Linked DNA regions of Mus musculus: regions 2 and 3 are each linked to region 1. A link is a contact called in public promoter capture Hi-C data. All regions are on one chromosome and are shown on one strand. The core of a region is the stretch at or near the end of the contact, and the rest is flanking DNA. Distances in the headings are between cores, read along the strand shown. Region 1 holds the start of Atp5j2 (ATP synthase, H+ transporting, mitochondrial F0 complex, subunit F2). Region 2 holds the start of Pms2 (PMS1 homolog2, mismatch repair system component). Region 3 overlaps Cdk8 (cyclin-dependent kinase 8).

Region 1 (3,210 bases), core at 465-2,964:
CTACAGCCCCCTTCTATACTAATAGCTAGAGTGCCCTGCTCCCCTTCCAAAAACCCAGAAATGAGCACAACTTGGACTATAGGAGGATTTCTGGTGGTTAGATAAAAGCCACCATTCCTTAGGAACGGTAAAAAGAATTGTGACTATTCCACAGTGAATAGCAGGTAAAAGGAATCGGGAAGCCCAGTTTTCTGTCAAAAGGAGTCATTTTCCTTACCTTTGGCATTTACCAGCATATCAAAATGCATGCTGGCCTCCAGTCTCTCAATATCACAAATACCCATTACACACAGCAAAGGCCATGTTATAGCATTCTGGCTCTTTTCATCTTCTCTATGCTTCTCCCTTTAGCTCCTGGACTCCCCCCACCCCTCCAGCGAATCATTCTTATAAGCCTGCTATTCTCACTCCCACCCTACCCCATGCTCTCACTCTTAGATTGCTCTGACCATGTCCAGTCAGATGCCCATGTTAAGTCTACTTCTCTCTGCTCTTCCAGATGCCTCTGGCTGTTCCCTCTCACTCATATTTACAATAAACATCCCCTCTCCTGGGGGCTGGAGAGATGACTCAGTGGTTAAGAGCACCGACTACTCTTCCAAAAGTCCTGAGTTCAAATCCCAGCAACCACATGGTGGCTCACAACCACATGTAATGAGATCTGACGCCCTCTTCTGGCGCATCTGAAGACAGCTACAGTGTACTTACGTATAATAAATAAATAAATCTTTAAAAAAAAATCCCCTTTCCTTATGGGGGCTGGAGAGATGGCTCATCTGTTAAGAGCACTATCTGCTCTTTCAGAGGACCCAGGTTTCATTACCACAAATCACATAGGAATTCACTACTGTCTTTCTAACTTCAGCTCCAGGGGATCCAATGACCTCTTTTGACTTCAGTGGGCCCTGCATGCATGTGGTACACAGACATATATGTAGGCAAAACACCCATGTACATAAAAATAATTTTAAAAACCTTCACCTTAATTATACCATGGAGTGGTTATGTCAGTTTATACAGGCAGTGCACACATATAATTCCCATACATGAGTTGTCACTGCTAAAAGTTTCAGGCCAACCCAAAACATATACTGATTTCCAGGCTAGACTAACTCTGTTATTGCATACAGTCTTGCTGTATTTCAGGCCCAAATTTGGGAATTAATGGCAAGATAATGCCTGTAGCTATATAGTAGTCTGACTTTGGCGCTAACATGGCTTAAATCTAATACTTCTGATTTTGGGTCAAAAAAACTACCTTTACGAGCTTTAGAAAATACCCATTTAAGCAGGTGTCAGCTGTGGAGGCGTGTTTGCAATCATCATGGAAACCACTTAAGCATGTGGAGTGGAACTTCAGAGGGATTTGGGGGTCAGAGCAGTGAATAGCAAGTAAAAGGGACTGGGGAGGGTTAAAACAAATGTTCCTATTCAAGGCTTCTCTGCTTTTCTTTCTTTTCAGCATTGGGAATGGAACCAGAGCCTTAAGCACTCCGGGACTGAGCCACACCCCTAAGCCTCTCATTCCTCATGAGAGATCCAAAAGTAGAAGGCAAAAAGTCAAAAGGTCCCTTTTCTCTTTTGTCCTTTGCTTCCGCCTGGGATAGGTCTCAAAATGCTCTACCTAAGTGGTGATCTACTTCCCATGAGCCTCTGCTTCCCGCTCCGGCAGGGGTGCGTGCGCCCTTCCCAGCAGCCTTTGCGCGCGGCTGGAGTTCTGCGGACACCAGGACTTCAAGATGGCGTCACTCGGTGAGTACTCGGCCCTTTCCTGGCCTTGGGGTTGGAAGCCCGATTTGGGCACAGGCTCCAGGGCCACAGTGGGGTGAGAAGGAACCGCGGGAACTCTTGCTCTTCACCCGGGGCTTCACTGAAGCCTCCCCGGAAGCGCGCTGGACACTTACTATAAGGTCCTGTGCTCCCGCCCTCCTCCCTCCACTCTGCAGCGGATTTCTGCTGTGCATCGCCTGGCCTGGCGGTGGAAGACCCAGTCAGCACGGAGAGGCTTCTGGGGGCCTGCACATGCGTTGCCCGGAACCATTTGTCTGTCCTTCCGCGGAGGACTAAGCTGCTGCTTTTTCTTCCTGCGCGACTTGACACAGGCAGGGTCACTTGAACCTTTACGCTGGGCAGCGCTTGGACCTCCCTGGAGATGAGGCTTTCAGATTACGGTCCAGGACCAGCGAATGCCTAGAATGGTTCCCGACACCACATTATGTTACATACGTGTCGACTGAATACGCCTACTGGGGTGAAGTGACCTGTTCAAGGTCACCAGTCCTGAGAGAGCCTCGCTGGGATTCAGACCTAGGTTGGCGGGTCTCATGATAAATGAGATTACCTTTCAGAAATGTCCTTGTGACAGACAAGCAGATGTTCCCTTAACACGTACGAGTCAATCTCCACACACATTCATTGCGCACTGTTGGGATTACACATTATTGTTGTTTTTGTTATTATGTGTCCCACACGTGTCTAGGTATGGTCATGGGAATGCTGGAGCTTGTGTCCAGGTTCGAGGACAACTCCGAGGAACTCCAGTAGCCAGGCTAGCCATTTCACAGTTGTCTACCTCCTCCTTTTGAGACAGGGTTTCACCATGTAGCCCAGATTGGTCATGAACTTGCTGCCACAGTCGTGATGTATTAGCGTCTATCTCTGAGTGCTAGGATTACAGGCCTATGCTACTGTACTTAGCTTGTTACAGTGTTCTTTATCTCAGCCTGGGAAGGTGAAGGGGGGGGTGTCTAAAAACGGGGTGTGAAGGAGCTGAGCCTTTTTGATTTGGTTTGGTACTTGGTTTTGCAAGATAGGATTTCTTTGTGTAGCTCCAGCTGTAATGGAACTCATCTGTGGATCCACCTGCTTCTGTCTCCCCAGTACTGGGCTTAAAGGTGTAGGTCACTGCCACCTGGGGCATTAGCAGCTATTTTATCTGTAAAATGGTAGGAGATGGTTAGTGAACACAGCTTTCAGAAGAGACAACGGGAAGAGCATTAATGACACTGCTCAAGAGGCTGAAGAAGCACAATTGTCAGCCTGGGCCTTCCTCTCCAAAAAAAAAGTTGAAAAAATAGAAGTTTTGGATCCCAACCCCTACAGGATTTCTCTGCCACTCTGGCTATCCTTGAACTTGAACTCCACCTGCCTCTGCCTTCCCAATTGCTAGGGTTGAAGGTGTGTGCCGCCACTGCCACAACCACCACCCCT
Region 2 (3,210 bases), core at 448-2,947, 1.3 Mb after region 1:
TATATGGAGGAGACCTGTTGTAACCCTCAAGGGACAGATCAATAACACAGAGTTCTTTTACAACACAGAGTTCTTCATTCTTGAAAAGTTGAATAACTTTTCAACATTAGTTTTTTTGGTTTTTTTTTTACACTTTTTTTTTTTTTTGGTTTTTTGAGACAGGGTTTCTCTGTATAGCCCTGGCTGTCCTGGACTCACTCTGTAGACCAGGCTGGCCTCGAACTCAGAAATCGGCCTGCCTCTGCCTACCGAGTGCTGGGATTAAAGGCTTGTACCACCACGCCTGGCTCACAATTCTTAAAAAGTCAAAGTTTGGTGGGAAATACTGGTTGACAAAAATCATCTTCCAACTATGTAACTATTCTCATAATTGCTTTTGAAACCTGTACCCAAATCCATGCTGCCTACACTGCTCTGATGAAAGTCCTCAGAGCTCATGTTTGAGACAAGAGTTCATTCTCAGCCTCCAAATGATAGTCCCACCTCACGACCACACTCAGCGAACGGGTTAAGTCTCTTTCTGTCCTGGCTGGCCTAGGGTAATCGCCTTTTTGTCTCCAGTTTACCCTGATTGCTACCACCAGTTTTGTTCACTCTGACACAGGTTCCAAGGTAGCCCAGAGCGCCCTCAAACTCCCTATGTCGTTAAAGGTAACTATGAACTCCTGCTGAGCCTGTTCCTGCTCGGATTATAGGTGTGGCTTGATTCCCACCAATTTCTTTTTACAATTACAAATCCAGTCGAAAAAAATCTTTAGGTTTAAATTTTTAGTGGTGCTCATTGCCTATCATATGAAGTTTGAAGTCTAGCAACGACAAGGTCCCAATCTACTATCACTAATTCCCCTACGGTTTAGTCACCATAAAAATAGTTTCCCGGCTATGAAATGCCCCATAAAAGTATAACAGAACATAGGTGCATCCTTGCAGTAACAATTTTAGGGTATTTTCCATATGGTCTGACATATAGTAGACTTCCAAAAACCCTGGTGAAATAAACCAACCAACCTCTTTTCTCTTCAATCTACCTTGCACAGAACCTCGCTGGTTATCACAGCACTCGGGTGTTTGAAGTAGGAGGATCCCGAGTTCAAAGCACTACCTCAAAAAACCAAAACAAACACTTGCACTCGTTCTAACTGCAAAGGATCTCTGGGGAAATCACAAGGTTAAAATACAGACAGCAAATTTGCATTTACAAATCTGTCACCGAATGTAACTGTGCTGGCCTTCGAAGATGTGCTTCACTGCTATGATGCCGCCTGTGAACACTACACCAAACGCACAGAAGCACCTCAATATAATAAAAGTTAAAAACCCTATTGACTGCAAGATCAGCGTGAGCCTTTAAGCCTCCCTCCCCAAGTCTTCAAGAATAAAGACTCAATAAATAAACAAACAGCGGAAACGAATTTTGTCTACGGCGACTGATTTTCGTGCTGGGTTTCAAGTGCACGGCCTGTGGCGGGAGGATGCCGAGGAAATAGCTTCCTCACAGAGGACCCGGTCCAGTCCGCGAGCTTGCCCGCCTCGCGCCTCAGCCACTTCCGGTCCTTTCAAGAGACCGGGATACCGGGAACTCTATAGAATGCGCCCGGAGACCACAAGTCCAGCTCACCTCACGCCTTCGGTTTGCTCCATGGATGCAGGACTCCTCCAGTCACAGTCACCGCGGGAGAGTTGGCGCTGCCGCTCTCGGGAAAAGACGCGTCTCCTGGAACACCCATTGGTTGCTTTTGACATATGATCCGCCCCTTCCGGGCGGGCTAGCGAAGGCATGCCAAGACCTCTTTACCGGTGATTGGCCAACTCAAAGGTCAAGTTGGTGACGTTAGACCAGCCCGGCCAATGAAAGCTCGGGGACTTCATTTTCCGGAACGCCAGCAGCAGAGTCAGAAAGAAGGCGGCTGCTGTCTGAGGTGGCCTTGGGTGGCTTCTGAGCGTTCCTGTCCCTCGCCCGCTACCTTCCTTGGGTTCCCACCATGCCGATGTACCAGGTAAAGCCCTATCATGGAGGCAGCGCACCTCTGCATGTAGAGCTTCCAACCTGCATGTACCGGCTCCCCAACGTGCACAGCAAGACCACCAGCCCCGCCACCGACGCGGGCCACGTGCAGGTAGGAGCGTGCGGCCCCTGCCTGGTGCGCAGGCGCCGTTCGTGCCGCGCCGCACCCTGCCCTATCCCTCGTCCAGTCTAGCGCGCCGGCGCTGTGTCTGCCTAGGGTCCCGGTCCCTTCTGCGGCCGGGTCCGACAAAATCCTCCTAGATGAGTGCTGCTGTGGGTTCCTGTCACGATCTCCAGGCGCACAGAAAAGTGAACAACACGAAAAATGCTCATTCGGAGGAATTTTCAGAGCGATCCCAGGGTTACCATAACCCAGGTTGACGGGTTTAGTGCCCCATCCTTCCCAGTTTAACTTTTCCACAAGAGGTCCCGACTTTTACTGTAGTTATGTGTTGTTTTTTTCGCGGTTAGGTTGTGGAGGCTATCTTTAAGCTATATAATCTTGATGGTCTGGAAACATAGTATGTGTTCTGTTGTCTGGCATACTGTACAAGATTTTGTTATAACGATAGTGAGTGATCTTGTTCCTGGCCACACCCCGCTTATTTATCTGCCCGGTCCTCACTCATGGGCGCTGGAATTTATAGACTAGCTAACATAAATAGCCTGTATAGGAATGGAATTCCTGGCCCAGTGGGCAGGTTTGCCTTCCACTTTTTAAGTTCTTTTTCAAAGCGGTTATACAGGTTTAAGCTGTTACCAGCAGGATAATGGAGACATCCTAATGTAGTTTTAATTTGGATGTCTCCAGTTTCTAAGTAAGTTGAGGTCCTTTTTCGTGTTTCCTGGCCATGGGAGTGTGGGGCAGAAACAGTGCCTTTGTAGCCCAGGCTGTCCTGGGATTCTTACAGCCAAAGATAATCTTGAGCCCTTTCTCCACCAGTGGAGAAAGAGCTTCCAAGTGCTGGGGTTAGAAGTGTGTGCCTGCCTAACTCAGAACAATTATCTTACCATGCTTATCACTATTGTTTGATCTCATTTTCTTTCTTTCTTTTTTTTTTTTATTTTGGTTTTTCGAGACAGGGTTTCTCTGTGTAGCCCTGGCTGTCCTGGAACTCACTCTGTAGACCAGGCTGGCCTCAAACTCAGAAATTCACCTGCCTCTGCCTCCCACCATCTCGTTTTCTAAAGACTAAAATTTGTTA
Region 3 (3,210 bases), core at 185-2,684, 1.1 Mb before region 1:
GTGTCTAAGGACAGCTACAGTGTACTCATACATTAAGTGACTAAATAACTCTTTAATAAAGAGAGAGAGAGAGAGAACACAGCTTGTTGGGTGGGGAATAAAGCTCGATGGTAGGACTTGTGTCTACCAAGTGCAAGCCCTTAGCACCACAGCAAATAAAATGAACACAAACTCCGAGAGTGGCTAGTGCTTCCCAAGGCTACAAGGTTAAGAGGTGAACCAAGATCCAAACAAACCTCAAGCTTCAATCAACTGGGGCTTGATTTTTTTCCTATGGGGACAGAAAAGCCATCCTAATTATCCTTCTCCTGTTTTCCTTAACTCCCCTTTAACATCCTGGCTCTCTCCCCGGCTTGTACCCATCTCTTCAGTCTTGTGTTTCTCTTCTTTTTGGCATTCAATTTATAAAGGTCAAAGGCAAGTCTTAAGTGCTGTAAACTGTATTTTATAATTAAAAGATGACTGTCGGGGCTGGTGAGATGGCTCAGTGGGTAAGAGCACCCGACTGCTCTTCCAAAGGTCCAGAGTTCAAATCCCAGCAACCACATGGTGGCTCACAACCATCCGTAACAAGATCTGACTCCCTCTTCTGGTGTGTCTGAAGACAGCTACAGTGTACTTACATATAATAATAAATAAATCTTTAAAAAAAAAAAAAGATGACTGTCATCTAACAGTGTCTATCTTAGGAGAAAACACCAGCCAAGCAGGGATGTGTAAGCAGATAGTAGAGCAATCCCTCAAAAGGCCTCACCAAGAGTTAACAAGCAGGCCAGAGACCAAGATACCTTTCAACCTGAAGGTGTGCACATCTGTGAAGCTGGAGGAAAAAATAAAGGGCTTTATTTTAAATTATGTTTCTATGAAGAGATATTTAGGCAGAATCAAGACAAATTAATCTTCCACATCCCCCTATACCTTTGTTAAATTTTATGCATGCTAACTAAATGGTATTACCTTAAATTATAAGCTTATCTATAATTTAGAAAGAATGAAAATTCAAAACTGTGAGCTTAGAACTTAAAATACCAATTACTTTAGGACAAGGTTAGAAATCCTCAGAGTACACACACACTGACAGCATAAAAACCCACTGGCCAGTTACACATGAGTTCACCCAGGGCAAAGGGACGCCGCAATAACTGTGCCCAGCGTACACACTGGGCCACAGAGCAGTCCCATCCCTTTGGCAGTCCACTCTGAGACACTGATTCTGCAGCTAATTGTACTTGAGGTCATTTTAGTTTATTAAATTTAAAAAACAATTAAATATTGTTTGTTGATTCAAACAACATTTACATTACAAAAAGTTACAAAAGTAAATTAAGTAAACGACAGGAGGAGATTAAAGGGATGGTGTGATATGGCCTGCTTCCTGAGTTTGCTTCTGTGGGAACACTCACCTTTGCCCTCTATTTCTCACAGACAAACTGAAAAAGACCTAATCAAAGATTTCTGTGGCACTGAGATCTAAAACAGACTCAGAACAGTAATGATGTTAGGTCAGGTGTGAGAAAACTCAATTTATCATTGCTTTTGGTTGCTCCTTTGTGTGCACATGCCCATGTCGGTGTAGGTGCACACTGTGTGGGGTGCATGTGCAGGCCAGAGGACAACCTCAGCTGTCCTTTCTTGAGTGCTATCCTCCTTAATTTTTAAGACAGGATCTCTCATTGACCCAGAACTCACTAAACAGGCTAGAGACCTACTGACCCATGGCCTCCACTACCTTAGGGCTGAGATTACAGGTATGCACCACACTCCTGGCTTTCTTATTTGGGTGCTAGGGGAAGGAGCTCAGCCCCTCGTACCTTAAGACAGGCACTTTACCCTAGCCTGAGAAGACTTTAAAAATTACAGTGAATCTTTCAAGATTAGGGTTCCTTTCCTTTTGGAAATCTGGACCATAATAACAATCTAATGTCTGACAATTGCTAAAGTTAGACTGGGTGGTTTATTTTTTATCCTTTTTGTTTGTTTGTTTGTTTTGCTATTATTCTAGACAGAGTTTCTCTGTATAATAGCCTGGGCTATCCTGGACTCCCTTTGTAGACCAGGCTCACCTCAAACTCACCACTTGTCTCTACCTCCTGAGTGCTGGGATTAAAGGCATACTCCACCATGCCTGGGGTGGTTTTTGTTGTTTGAAATCCTTTTTAATAGCACAACTGAGAATATTTTTATAGGCTTTCCAACAGAGTAATTCAGAAAAATTTTAAATCGTCTTCAGAAAAAAACTATTTTATGGTGTTTTGCCTATAAATACTATATTTCTCTTTTGTAGTAAGAAAGGCCTAAAACTCAGAAGAAAAAAGTCTGGGCGCTCATTGCTACATCATAGTAGGTAAGACATTTTACACTGGAGGGAATCTGAGTCCCAGCAAATTCTTGTGTCTAATAGCAAGAAGAAGCATCATGAAACCCACACTCACGGGTCTTGTTTTCAGAAACATCGATGATAATCTACTTTGTTACAAAAATGGGAGCACTCATCTAAATTACTTAATGTACTTCCACAGGTCATATGGAAAAAATTCCAAGTAAAGACTATACCTAACAATTACAAAGCTTCTTTCTTCCAAAGAGCTGTTTAAAGAAAACGTTTGCTATACGCCTGTTAATCCCATCTGTCAAAGGTCCTCAAGGCTCACCAGTATTACACACACATCAGAATTCTCGTCCACTTTAAGGCTGAGGAATAGTCACTGTATGTACTGGTACACTGTTCTTATGTGCACATTCATCGATGCACATTCATATTGCTGCTACCTTTTTGCTACTGTGGATAATGGTTCTAAAGATAAGAATTTTCAGTGTTGAGGAAACAGCTTAGTCCTAAGGACATGAGTTCAAATCCAGAAGCCACATGAAAAGTTAAGTATGGTGGTGGTATGTACTAGTATAGTAATTCCAGCTCCGAGGTAGACGCAGACAGATCCCTGGGCTAGTCCACAAAGTGGAGGCTGGCCTGACGAAGAGCTGAGGCTGAGCTTTGGCCTCTGTGAGCAGCTGCAAACTCAGAACACACAGACGCTGAGCTCTAGCCTTTATGAGTACCTTCACAGAGAGACAAAAGAGAGACAGAGACCACACACACACACACACACACACACACAACGATACAGACAGACACACATGTACACAGACATACTCATACACACACACAGAGTCACACACACATATACACAGACTCACACAGAGATACAGACA

Evidence for each region. Promoter capture Hi-C pulls out the DNA fragments that hold promoters and counts their contacts. Capture Hi-C pulls out chosen DNA fragments and counts their contacts.
Region 2: a contact with region 1 is called in a promoter capture Hi-C map of liver, with 3 times the contacts expected there. The contact joins the promoter of Pms2 here to the promoter of Atp5j2 in region 1. A contact is called at or near these places in 2 of 39 promoter capture datasets (the C10 cell line and liver) and 1 of 9 other capture datasets (liver).
Region 3: a promoter capture Hi-C map of liver shows a contact between it and region 1, with 2.1 times the contacts expected there. The contact joins the enhancer-like site here to the promoter of Atp5j2 in region 1. A contact is called at or near these places in 10 of 39 promoter capture datasets (3T3-L1-derived adipocytes, the HPC-7 cell line, HPC-7-derived erythroid cells and 7 more) and 5 of 115 datasets of contacts at active chromatin or transcription factors (the 230-238 cell line, bone marrow-derived dendritic cells, differentiating embryonic stem cells and 2 more).

What each region holds. Positions count from the first base shown.
Region 1 is chr5:145,190,045-145,193,254 of GRCm38.p6, reverse strand. Atp5j2 (ATP synthase, H+ transporting, mitochondrial F0 complex, subunit F2) reads left to right here and starts at 1,714. Exons shown (of 4, transcript NM_020582.3): 1 at 1,714-1,752. The coding sequence starts at 1,740.
Region 2 is chr5:143,908,488-143,911,697 of GRCm38.p6, reverse strand. It overlaps Pms2 (PMS1 homolog2, mismatch repair system component), which reads right to left and starts at 1,697. Exons shown (of 15, transcript NM_008886.2): 1 at 1,619-1,697. The coding sequence starts at 1,641. It overlaps Aimp2 (aminoacyl tRNA synthetase complex-interacting multifunctional protein 2), which reads left to right and starts at 1,859. Exons shown (of 4, transcript NM_001172146.1): 1 at 1,859-2,117. The coding sequence starts at 1,983.
Region 3 is chr5:146,275,650-146,278,859 of GRCm38.p6, reverse strand. All of the region lies in intron 4 of Cdk8 (cyclin-dependent kinase 8), which reads right to left. Among named protein-coding and RNA genes, the nearest start is that of Gm52832, 29 kb to the left of the region's middle. Within about 2 kb of position 1,434, at least 6 of the 459 cell types and tissues checked have an H3K27ac peak or open chromatin away from gene starts, as enhancers often do. A contact at or near this core is called in liver, where this site is marked.